Regions from separate parts of the Mus musculus genome. Here region 1 is linked to region 2. Evidence: chromatin contacts called from public promoter capture Hi-C data. All regions are on one chromosome and are shown on one strand. The core of a region is the stretch at or near the end of the contact, and the rest is flanking DNA. Distances in the headings are between cores, read along the strand shown.

Region 1 (5,758 bases), core at 784-3,283, 420 kb after region 2:
GCAAAGTCCCACTCCATCATGGAAGATGACCTCAGGAAAGCTGCATCAATCAAACCCTTTCAATTAACCTTCCATTTCCTATCTACTCTAGTGTCTCCCAAGATCACCTACAGTGGGAGGAGGGTTGGAGGAATAACAGCAAGAATCTCAGGTGAAGCTTTCCTGAGTCTCCTTGGAAGTGTTAATAGCTTTATACCATTACCACAGACCTGGCTACCACTGTGCTGTTCTGCTCTGGTTGCCATGGATACTGGAGGGAAAGTCCAAAATGGCATCATGTTATGCCCAGAGAGGGGTGAAAATTGAGACACAGAAAACCACCATACAATATCACACAAGATCACTGCAGCGTTTGTATTCACAGTTGTAGGTGGAGTGACATCTTCACTGGTCCAGTCCTCCACCTCCCAGACTTTTGGTGAGCTTTCCCGAAGGAACTCCTTAAGTGTTCCACCTCCATGGCACTTGTGCTACCCAGTGACAAGATGAAGTCCAGGCTCTCTGCAAGTGCCTGGACTGGAATGTATGAAACTAAGGTTTGCCCATTGAAATGAAAGCTAGACATTGGGAAGTGTCATGGGACATTCAGGTTGTTAGCAGAATTGAGAACAGCGGCCTCTCTTCCTTACAAGGGACCAACCAGCGTTGTATTCAGGCCATTGCGCTAGAGATGGTGAGACAGGGTAGAGTATTGCTATGCTATTTCCAGTTAGTTCCCAAGCAGCAGGAACTCTCTGAAAAGTACTTCCTTGAACCATAGGTGGTGACCTACAGATGGGCATCTCTGGTGACTCCCTGGCATGTATAGAAAATGCAGTGGTACATACATGGCTATGCATATTTTTTTCTGTAGTAAGAACTTAAAACTTTAATGGGTTCTCATGGAACTACCTCCACCCCTATCCTACCTTTCTCCTCAGGGTGAGTGCCTCAGCCTTTAGCTCTTCTCACTTGCTGGGTAGGGGGACAGGGATCTCTAGGCCTCTGGGTTTTGGAGCAGGAGTGAATGAGAGGGATCCATTTGCTCTGCCTTGCAAATCAACTGCTCCTCCCTAGGTTCAACAAATATACACCAATACATCTGAACCCAGTAGAAAGAGCATGGCTTCAAGAGACACCCTTGCTACTGGAGTTTAATTAAATGGAGAAAAGGCAGGTTTGCACACATCTTCCCACTAGTCCGCCCCATTTGTAGCAGAGGCTATATTACCATTTTAAAACAGCCTTAGGGAAAACAGATTCTTCTTAGAGAGAATGACAACGTCTGGGGGGAAATAGTAGGAGTGGTAATGGAGAGTGTTGATTTAATTAATTTTATTGCCTATCTGCATCACCCGGGAGCAGGTAAAATAACCAAACAAGACATGCCATTTCATCTTCATGATCCCCACATTCAAGTCTGCAGGAATTTACTTAGCTGTGTAAGGCAAAAGAAATTGAGGTATTGAGGTCTTGGGATCGAGAGACAGAATTCCCACAGCGCTCTGAAAATAAACTTTAGGGGACAGGTAGCTACTGGTTGGAGGTCTGGGAATGCCCTTGACTGGGGATGTCACCTCCCTGGAGGGGTAGGGAGGGAGTGTGCTTCCAGTACAATTGGGGAGGGGTGTGTGTGCTCAGTATTATGTCTGCTGTGGGCACCCTGGACTTACATAGCTTACATTGATCGATCCTAGGTTCTGTCTTTTTCGAATTCGTGCTCCAAAGTGGCTTGGTTAATTAAGTCGCCTGTTTGTCTGTGTATCCTAGAACACCCCACTTCATTTCAAACATCTTTGGGAACAGCAGGATGCTGCTCCCCATTTACTTGTAGGGGCAGAAGAACCACAGGCTTCCTTCTTGCTTTGGCTCCTTGGGTTGCCAGGATTTCCATCTGCTCTCAGGAGAAGGCGAGGAAACCCGCCCTACATCCAGCATAGACTGGATCAAGCTTTCACGCTGATTTTATATTAGAGCCAAACACAGTTGCGGCTGCTCCAGACTGGTCCCCTTTATTGACTGAACTGTCCTTGGGAGGGAGGGAGCTGTGTGGGAAGACAGGCTTCCCAGCAACAGAAACCTTGCAGCACACGCAGTGTGCGGCCCCTGCTGGGTGAAAATGGCTTCGGGTCTTCCTAAATGCCGAGTTGGTCTTGCCTTAAGGATTTGACTTAGTCTAAATTGTCAAGTCCCAGCTCCGCCTAATAACTCCACTATTGCGTGCATTTGCTTTTAATGAGCACTATGCTACCTAAATTCTGCAGACAGTAGGCATAGCAGATTGTGAAAGATCAGCATTTAGCACTGAACATGGGGACATGGGCAGATGTTTGTCTCAGTGGCTCAGCCTCTGGCTAGTCAGCCCCCAGCCCCTGGCTGGCTGCAGGCTCTGGGGAGCTCCCCACAGCCGATCTACCTACAAAAGGACTCAGTTTACAGACAGAGCTTCCTTGGCTCCCCTCCCCCACAGCGGGGCACAGTCACATGGGCCTGGCTCTTGGTGTGAGGGGATGAAAACACCCACAGGGCGCTTTCATCTCCTCTTAGCTTCTGTCTTCAGTGACAAATTTGGTCCCAAGCTTTGTGACCATTGAGTCTTCATGATAGGTTCCTAGTGAGGCCCGTGGGACGGATGTTTCCAGATTTGCTTTTAAAAATACCAGGTGCAGGAATCGATGTCACCATGTAGCCCTCCGAGACAGATAGGATCGCGAGATATTAGTCACTTAGCTTGTGAACAAAATGTGAAAGAAGGAATAAGAAAGGAGGGGTGGTTTGCCCCGCCCCCGCCCCGCCCTGCCCCGCCCCGCCCCCGCCCTTTCTCTGTCTTAAGAGTCACAGCTGCCATCTTCATCACTGGGTATCTGGGCTCTGAACGAGGTGCCCCTTGGCCCCACATGGAATCTGATGACAATGATGGGAGGTCTCAGAAAGGAACTGTGATTAAATCGCCACGCGGAAGCTGGCAAAATTCACACTCAGAGCAGAGAAGGATTGTTGGTAACCTGCTGGAGAATGTTTAGTGATGTGGTACTCAGAGGCATCTTTGACTGTTTAACATCATTTTATTTATTAAATGTATAAGGTCACACCTTCATCGAAGTAAAGCAACAGTGTCAGACAGCCTAATCTTTGTGTGGCTACATTTATGTTTGAAGATCAATTTTTGTTGGAGAACCCAGACCTTCCAAGGAACCAAACCATAAGAAGAGAAGTCTGGGAGACACCGAGGCCCACACCACCCACTTGCCATTTAACCTAAGTCATGCATGCCTTGTTTCCCCTCCTCAGTCAGCTAACATGGACCACATACTAACCAAGCTTTCGTCCCTGCCCTGTACAAACTCACCCTTCCTCCACAGAAACTTTCTAAGTGAGCCTTTGCAGGCTCACGCTAGGCTCTAGACTACATTGTTAGATTGTAGGTCTGTTCCTCTAAGATGAAGGTCATCTCCTGGGACTGATCTCAGAATCTGCAAAAATTAGGCCACCCACCCCCCCCCCCCAACTCTTGTACCGCTCCCTGGGAAAGAGAAGAAAGGTGTCCAGGAGTTTTACAGCTTCTCATTTCTTGTCTGACTCAGTATCTAACTCCTCTGTTGTGTAGGCTGTGCTGAACTAAGTCATATGGCATGTAACTGCCCAACGCACCCTTTGTTCTGGGGGTTTCTCTGAAGATTCTCCAACTCCCCCTGTCATCCTGTCCATGCAGGTTGTCTCTTACTTTTAACAGAGTTTTAAAGGGAAGTCTCTCTGTCCCTTTAAGGCTCCATCCTGCTGTCTCTAATGTAAGGTACCATTCCTTTGTTAATGCTTTCCATCCTCAAGGTCCAAGCATGGCTCTCTAGGGTCTCAAGGTTCTTTCCCCCCAAGAAAGCTTCTATTTGAAGAGTAATTTTGTGTCAACTCTTTCCTGAGCCAACCTATTACTCTGCATTTCTCTCCATCCATCCACCCACCCCCTCCCTCTCTCATACCCCTGCTGCATGGCTGATGTTATTAAAGACTGTTTGCCAAAAATGATCTGACTCAGGGTCTCCTTCAAACCGCTTTTTGTGCTAACAGCTGGCCCTGCCAGCATCCATGAGGACTGGGGGAGGGGAACATTTTCATTTATTACCAAACCTCTGGTGGAAGACAATAAACTCTAGAAGTTAATTTTCTAAAATTATCTAAATATAAAGTTCCCCCAAGTGATGCCAAGTAATATAATCAACATCTGATCCTAGAACAAGTTTGTTTTTTTTTTTTTTAAATCATTGAATGCCTCAATATCTACGGTCATATGGTTGGGCCCACAAAATCACTCTGGAAGTAGGTATCTGTTAACTTCAGTGTGGTGGCTTTGGATCACACATGGGGGAACTAGACGGTCTGATGAAGAAAAGCAAGCCATCACTTACCCAGATTATCTAACCCCCCCCCCCCCCCCCCCCCCCCAGTGCACACCTAGGAGGTTGGTTTTCTTCCCCTGCCTGTTAGCCTGGAAGACCTATTCTGCCCTCAGATAGAATGCCCTCGAGTTCAAACTCTTCTTGGTGTCAGCTTTGGGGGGCTTCTTCATCTCTAAGTAATTGGAGGGTATTGGATCCTTTACCGACTCGGTATGTTCCCCCGAAGAGGGGCTATTTTATTTTTGTGCCCTGTCAGGTTCACCTTCTGAGGGTCTGACTCAGCTGAGCTGACAGCGAGACAAAGACTTTGCATTTTTTGAAAATTCCAAGCAGGCTGATAGCTGAGATTAAACTCATCTCTGCAAATCAATTCCTATCAAAACAAATCACATTTCATGTTAAAACAAACTGGAAAATACACATTAAAACAAAACGAAAACTCACCCTCACTTCGAGGGTTTTAGTTATTACTTCTTCAGTAGTGGTTTGTTGTTTAATTTTAGTGTTGTGGATGCCTGGCGTATTCTCATTTGCAGGATGTATCAAGGAGGTTGCGGTGTGTTTTTATATTAGGAAAGTGATTTAGGACACAGAAGAGGTGAACTCTGGGCATTGAGGCTCCGGATGGTTTATCCTTGAGATGCTCAAAGTATAGTCACTGTGCCATTGTTTTTCAATGGTGGGCTTTGCGGTCCAAATCATTTTATCGTTCTTTTAGCTAAGATCCTAGATCAGGCCATCCTTACGTCTTAGAACTACCTCTAGTCTGAAAAAAAAATGTTGTCTTGCTTTCCTTACCAAAAAGCTCCCCCTAAAAGCAAATTCAACCCTATCCTTGCAGGCTGCAGCAGTTAATCCTGACTGCTGCATACAGCTCCTTCCAGTGACCTGTGTGCCATCTGCCACCGTCTAGCCTCTCATTTTCAGCCTTGACTTCCTATGAACCATTACCCTCTCTAGCTTCTACCCCAGGGCATTCTTTTTCTTTGTAGTACCATCTCTTCCTGCACTGAGCCATCTTGTTTTCCATGTAAGTACCTACGCAGCTCACACTGTCCCAGCCCTACCATTTGGGCTTGTTGTATTCCGTTTGCTCTTACTCTAGACCATGGGTCTCGACCTTCCTAATGCTAAGACCCTTTAGTATTATAGTTCCTTGTGCTGTGGTGATCCCCAAACACACATTTATTTTTGTTGCTACTTCATAATTGTAATTTTGCTATTATGAATGGTAATATAAATATCTGATATGCAGGGTATCTGATAGGCAATCCCTGTGACAGGGGTCAAGACCCACAGGTTGAGAACCTCTGACCTTCACATGTGTTTGTCTTCACAGCACTTCCTGCACTCTGCTGCCTTTTCTGGGACCTGAAACGACCATT
Region 2 (5,669 bases), core at 1,027-3,526:
TGTATTTCTCCAAACGGATTAGTCTAGTATGTAGCCCTAGAGCCACGTAGGAAGCCTTCTCCTGGTGCTTATGCAGTTGACCTTTGAGCTAATTTAAGGGAAATGGGCGGGGGTAGGTGGGGGAGTTGGCCAAGCAGAGCAAGGAATGCCCCCTAGTGGTCAAAGTGGGAATATTCAGTTGTACCAACAAGGAATATTCACGTTGGGCCAGACTGAAAGGGAAAACCAAGCTACAACATAGGAGCAGCCAATGGATTTCAGAGACATGATGTGACAAATGAACCTTTATATCAACACAGCATGGAAGAGACAGTGACATAAACAACAGTTCCCTCTCCAGCAGTTCTCACTCACAGTGTCAGCTTTTCATAAGGTGACCTTGCTTAAGGCTCTGTCCCCTCACTTAAAATCACCGCCCAAATGAAAAACCTGAACTTTGCAAGCGGTTCGCCGACTTGAAAAGGGTTGGCAAATGTTTTCTCATCATCAAGCAAGCTTTTCCCCCTCTTTCCGACAGCATAAGGAGCTTCCCACATCCTAACATTCCTGTGTATTGTATGCAATGGCACAATTAATGCTGCTGAAGTAATATTCACGAAGAATATGTAATGGGCCGAAATTTATTATAGGTCTGAAAGAAAAATGCTGCCTTGATTTCTTCACATGGATGGAGCTGTGTGTGGACTGAATCACAGAAGGCTGTGGGAATTATTCAGGGGAATAAAAAGATCTGTGCTTTATTATGTGAAATATTCAACAATAACCAAAAAAAAAAAAAAAGAGTGAAATTTGCAGTTAATTCCCTTTGTAAGTGAAAGAAAGTATTTCATCTACCATTTTTGGAGATTATGTAAGAAAATTCTTATGCATAAATAACTAAGTAGTCACCTTGAAGCAAACCAGTGTTCTGACATTAAAGGGCAGGCTCTGAATTGTCAATTGCCTCATTTTTATCTTTCACAACATTCTTTGTTCACTAAATGTTACAGTGCAATACTCTTCTTAGTCCTATAACTCAATTTTTTTTGAGACAAAATTCATACCCCATAAAAATCCAGATGTTATCCAAAAGTTTTCAGGAAACATTTCTCAGAAACTCTTGCTTCTTTCACATTATCTTTCAGATGAACACATTTTATGCCTAATTTTTCCTGTCTGTAAGCCAGTGTATCTTCAAAAAAAATTAGCTATCTCCTTAGATAAACCATGTATAATTAAGTATTTATCTAATAATGGGCATTTACAATTTGTAATCTAATCCCAGGAAGATAGGGAATCAAAGTGTATTTAGAAATTAAGAATCCTTTATTTCTTACCCTTTTTAGCATTAACATTATCTCACACCATATAATTGGATTGTGGGTTAAATTAAAATGCATAATGAGATCTGGAATCTTCTAGAAAGCAATTCTATAGCTTCATTCAAACTTATAAAATGTTGAGAATTAAGTGGCCTAGCTGGGTTTGATATTCTTATTGTCTAGGAAGACTAAATTTGTTTCTGTGAGCACTTGTTTCTCAGAGGCCTAAGGCTGAAGGCATGCATCTGAAATGTCACACTCCCAAAATAAACCGTCCAGCTTGACTGACAGCAGACAAGTGTTCTGCCACCGTCCGCAACAGATACCTCAGCAGTGGATTCCCTTAAAAAGTCATTGGGTGCAGCTGATGCCACATGGGTTTTCTCTGAGCTATTCTTGGTCTGCCTTGCTTTATCAACGGGTCACATAACCTTGTACATTCTCAGCAGACACGTTTACTAAGGAAGCAAACATTCATGTCCCCATTTCAGACTCCTGGTTCTAGGACATCCCATACATTTTAAAAATCAGAATGGTTGACTATCGCTTCAGCACTTGATTCTTTTCTTTTTTCTTTTCTTCTTTTCTTTTCTTTCCCTTTCTTTCTCTCTGGAAAATGTACATTTCAAAACCAAATTTAAAACACAGATTCACACTGTAGGTCAGCAAGATGAAACCTTTAACAGAAGGCATTCATTGTTCAGAGCATCCAATAGTAACCAATCAGAAAGAGCTCCAGGGATCAAACAAGCTGGTTCTCACTCACCTGATTTCTCAGGAGTGCCCAAAAAGGGTGGGACCAAGCCCAAGTTTGCTTCTGAAACGACGTCCTACGTAGAGTTGGTTTTTCCAACCATCTCCGACATGAATCGGTGAGCCTCTAACCCTCCAAACAAAACCACACAGTCTTGACTGTGTGGTTTTGTTTCCTATGCAATCCCTACACCCGAGGCGAGGTGGGAATGCGCGACTGCTCCAGAGCCAGGGGCTGGCCGGCCCTTATATTCCCCAGATCTGCTGACAGCCCAACATCCTTACAGCCCGGCTCTGTGATTGGCTCTGTTAGGAAGGCATGATGGGAGAGGACCTATTTGGGAGTATCACAGACCACCTGTTCCTCTGATTGGCAGTGCTAAATTTAGCCTTTCAGAAGAGGCTTTACCGAGGAAATAGAATTGTATTTTAAAATCGACCTCACTGGGACTCAGAGACAAGAGTGGTTGCTGCAAACGTGAAAACTCTACCCAGGTGGAACGGAGGCCAGAATGTGACAAAGGATAAAACTTGTGGACATTTGTAGATCTAAAACAATCCTGAACTTGAGCCCCGTGCCCTGTGAGTCAGGCTCCACTTCTGTTCCCTACCCTCTAAACCCAACCAAATGGGCCTGTCAATCATGACAGCTGATGAAGTAATTTATATCACACATAGGTTTCATCTTCTCTGAAGACTCAGTTTCGATAAACGTAGCATTTGAAGAGAATCCATTTGTCCTGTTTGTTCTATAGAATAGCTATGCCAATGTCAGTGAGTTATGTGTACCCCAGCCTTGCAGGAAATAACACCCAAAGGCAAAGTCTGCTTAAGGCTTCGGTATAGTCTGTGTGGGACAATGTCTGCTCTGGTTAGAGTTCATTTTTGCCTGCCAGTAGTATTTACCAATACCCATGGGCTGCCTTGCTGAGTGGTGAAGTCTGAGTTTAAACCAGCCATAGGGTTCTTTTACTTGGTGTAAGATTAGTACAGGGTGTGCTTCTAATCTCTGCAGCTTGCTGTCACTAATGGGAAGTGTTTAGGGCATGATATACTTACTATTTTAGGAGTGAATTTAATTTTAAGCCAGAGATAGTTCAAATACAAAAGATCATATCAAATGGCCTTTGTTGTGGCTCAACCCAGGGATTTGTAAAATTCTGCTCAGAGCAAAGAAAATTGACTCATTGATAAAGGAAAGACACTTCTATCAATAAAACAGACTTTAAAAAATTAAATTTTAAAACAAATTTCCTTATGTTTGTAATAAAAATGTTCCCTGTTGTGGGATAAATTGGCCTTGCAGTAGACTTTGAACTTTTTGAGCCTTTTCAGTCTCCTGGCTACCTATATAGTGATAGTTCATTAACATTTAACAGCTTCAATTTACCAGCAACTGGCTCCGTGAAGCTCTGATAAGAAGCTGACACCACCGTGTCCTTATTTAAACAGCTATCTCCTTTACCTAAGTGCTGCTGTCTGGCTGGAGCCGCCATGCCCAACCCCCACCAGCCGGTGTCTGCTATCACTCAGTTTCATCCCTTTCTTCCCAAATGGCCAGTTTCATGTTGTGTATCTTGACAGTGACTCCCAACCAGAGACTCCTGTTAAGGGAACTTGTCAGTCATAATAGACAATAAGTGAACTTCTTGTTCGGGGTGCTCAATAATTTGCTATTTATTTAAAATTCATTTGTGCATCTCTCTCTCTCTCTCTCTCTCTCTCTCTCTCGTGTGTGTGTGTGTGTGTGTGTGTGTGTGTGTGTGTGTGTAGCATACATGTTTCTAATCTAGAGTATGTCAGTGTCATGTCATGTTTATCGGGGGCAAGTGAAGCCATTTTAGCTCTGGAAACTTTAGCTAACAACTGAATAGAGACCTGGAGCTTGTGTTCCATTGAGTTGAGCCCAACACAATTCAGAGAGCAGATAAGCTATGAAAATACACCATATACTGCAAACATGAAGTCCTATGTGTCTCCTCCCGAGCTGCCTGTCTGTTCGCTGTCCTTGAACTTTCTAGACTTTTCAGTATTATTGAGATCCCAGCCTTTGGGTGCTCACGTTTGTAGAACGCTCTGAGTTAAGGAGGAGAGAGGGGGGATAAGGAAGGAAAAGGGAATCAGCCAGCACTCACTGCTATGAAAAGAGGCGACTGATGTATAAACGGTATCAGACTGGGTACCGCACCACAGTAAGCATTAGCTTTTTCATTAAGTTGGGCATAGTTGGAGCATAGCAAGCCAGCCTATTGGAAATGAGCCACTTCTCAGACAGAGGAGTCTGCTGATGCTGTAAGAGCTCCATTTAGTATGCTGACTGGGGAGTCACACAGATAATCCCAAACAGCTGCTAATTCAAATATAATGCCTGCTTAGTTTTGGAATGTGTGGTATGATTTGCCCTTTGAGCATCATATTCAATGTAATTTACTAAATATTTATTAAACACATGCTCAATGCTGAACACTTTAAATTATTCTGATTTACAGTCTGTCACTCTTTACTGGACAAATATGGACTGGGCAGTGACTTTGTCCCCAGCCCTGTGCTAGAGGTCGGTCGCACCCTCAGAGAAGTCAGCCTCCTTTGTTAAATTCCTATGGAAGAAGGTCTTCACAGACAACTGATAAGCAGTTACTATTCGGTGACTGAGATAGAGGTTAGAGCATCCAAAAATTCACATGGATACTCACTCACCACCTCGGCTGCGTTCAGCCTTCCTTTGTGTGACACAGAACCACTTACGACAGTTGCAGCTTCCCGAGAGGCATTTGAGAAGTAGGTCCAGTTTTAGTGCTTAACACAGAGAAGTATCTAAGAGAAACAAGCAAAAGTAGTGCCTCTTGTACTTTGTTAAAATATATATGTGTTAAATATATATTGCTATTGGTGATGGTATTATAGTTATTCACAGGATACACAAATTTGTCCCCTAGAAGTCTGTAATTTAGCAAGTCCAGCAGTATGCATTCACACCGCATCTGCATAATCCTTCCCATGCTCGAATAACTCCAATGTGCAAACATGGGCTCAGAGCTCTTTTTCCACACGGAAGTAGATCAAAGCAAGTTCAGGAAGTGCATAAGGAAGGAAGTGCTGAGTCCAGCAGCTTGAGTTCATGTATGCCTTCTGTAGGTGACAAAGTCAGAGAAGCTACACAGGGTGGGAGAGAGGCAAGAAATTGTTGCTTAAAATTTAAGTGAAAAGCCGGGCGTGGTGGCGCACGCCTTTAATCCCAGCACTCGGGAGGCAGAGGCAGGCGGATTTCTGAGATCGAGGCCAGCCTGGTCTACAAAGTGAGCTCCAGGACAGCCAGGGCTATACAGAGAAACCCTGTCTCGAAAAAACAAAAACAAAACAAAACAAAAACAAACAAACAAAAAAATTAAGTGAAGATTGTCTCTTCAACAGCAAGATTAAAGGAGTCAATTTCTATCACTCTTCATTCTATGCTAGTGGTCAGCACCACATCTACTATCACACTAAAACCAAAACTGTCATTTTACACACACTTGACACTTTCACCAAAGTAAGAAATCAGAAAGTATAATTCTTCAATCTCTCAATAGCACCAACTGCAGAGCCGAGTTGGGGGACTCCCAGATTTGACTCTCA

Evidence for each region. Promoter capture Hi-C pulls out the DNA fragments that hold promoters and counts their contacts.
Region 1: a promoter capture Hi-C map of hippocampal neurons shows a contact between it and region 2, with 3 times the contacts expected there. The contact joins the enhancer-like site here to the promoter of Ttn in region 2. A contact is called at or near these places in 15 of 39 promoter capture datasets (the 3T3-L1 cell line, 3T3-L1-derived adipocytes, cranial neural crest and 8 more), 2 of 484 Hi-C or Micro-C datasets (embryonic stem cells and palatal mesenchyme), 1 of 115 datasets of contacts at active chromatin or transcription factors (embryonic stem cells) and 1 of 9 other capture datasets (embryonic stem cells).

Annotation. Positions count from the first base shown.
Region 1 is chr2:77,399,643-77,405,400 of GRCm38.p6, forward strand. No RefSeq gene overlaps it. Among named protein-coding and RNA genes, the nearest start is that of Gm13944, 60 kb to the right of the region's middle. Within about 2 kb of position 2,034, at least 31 of the 459 cell types and tissues checked have an H3K27ac peak or open chromatin away from gene starts, as enhancers often do. A contact at or near this core is called in hippocampal neurons, where this site is marked.
Region 2 is chr2:76,980,271-76,985,939 of GRCm38.p6, forward strand. It overlaps Ttn (titin), which reads right to left and starts at 2,277. Exons shown (of 313, transcript NM_011652.3): 1 at 2,068-2,277.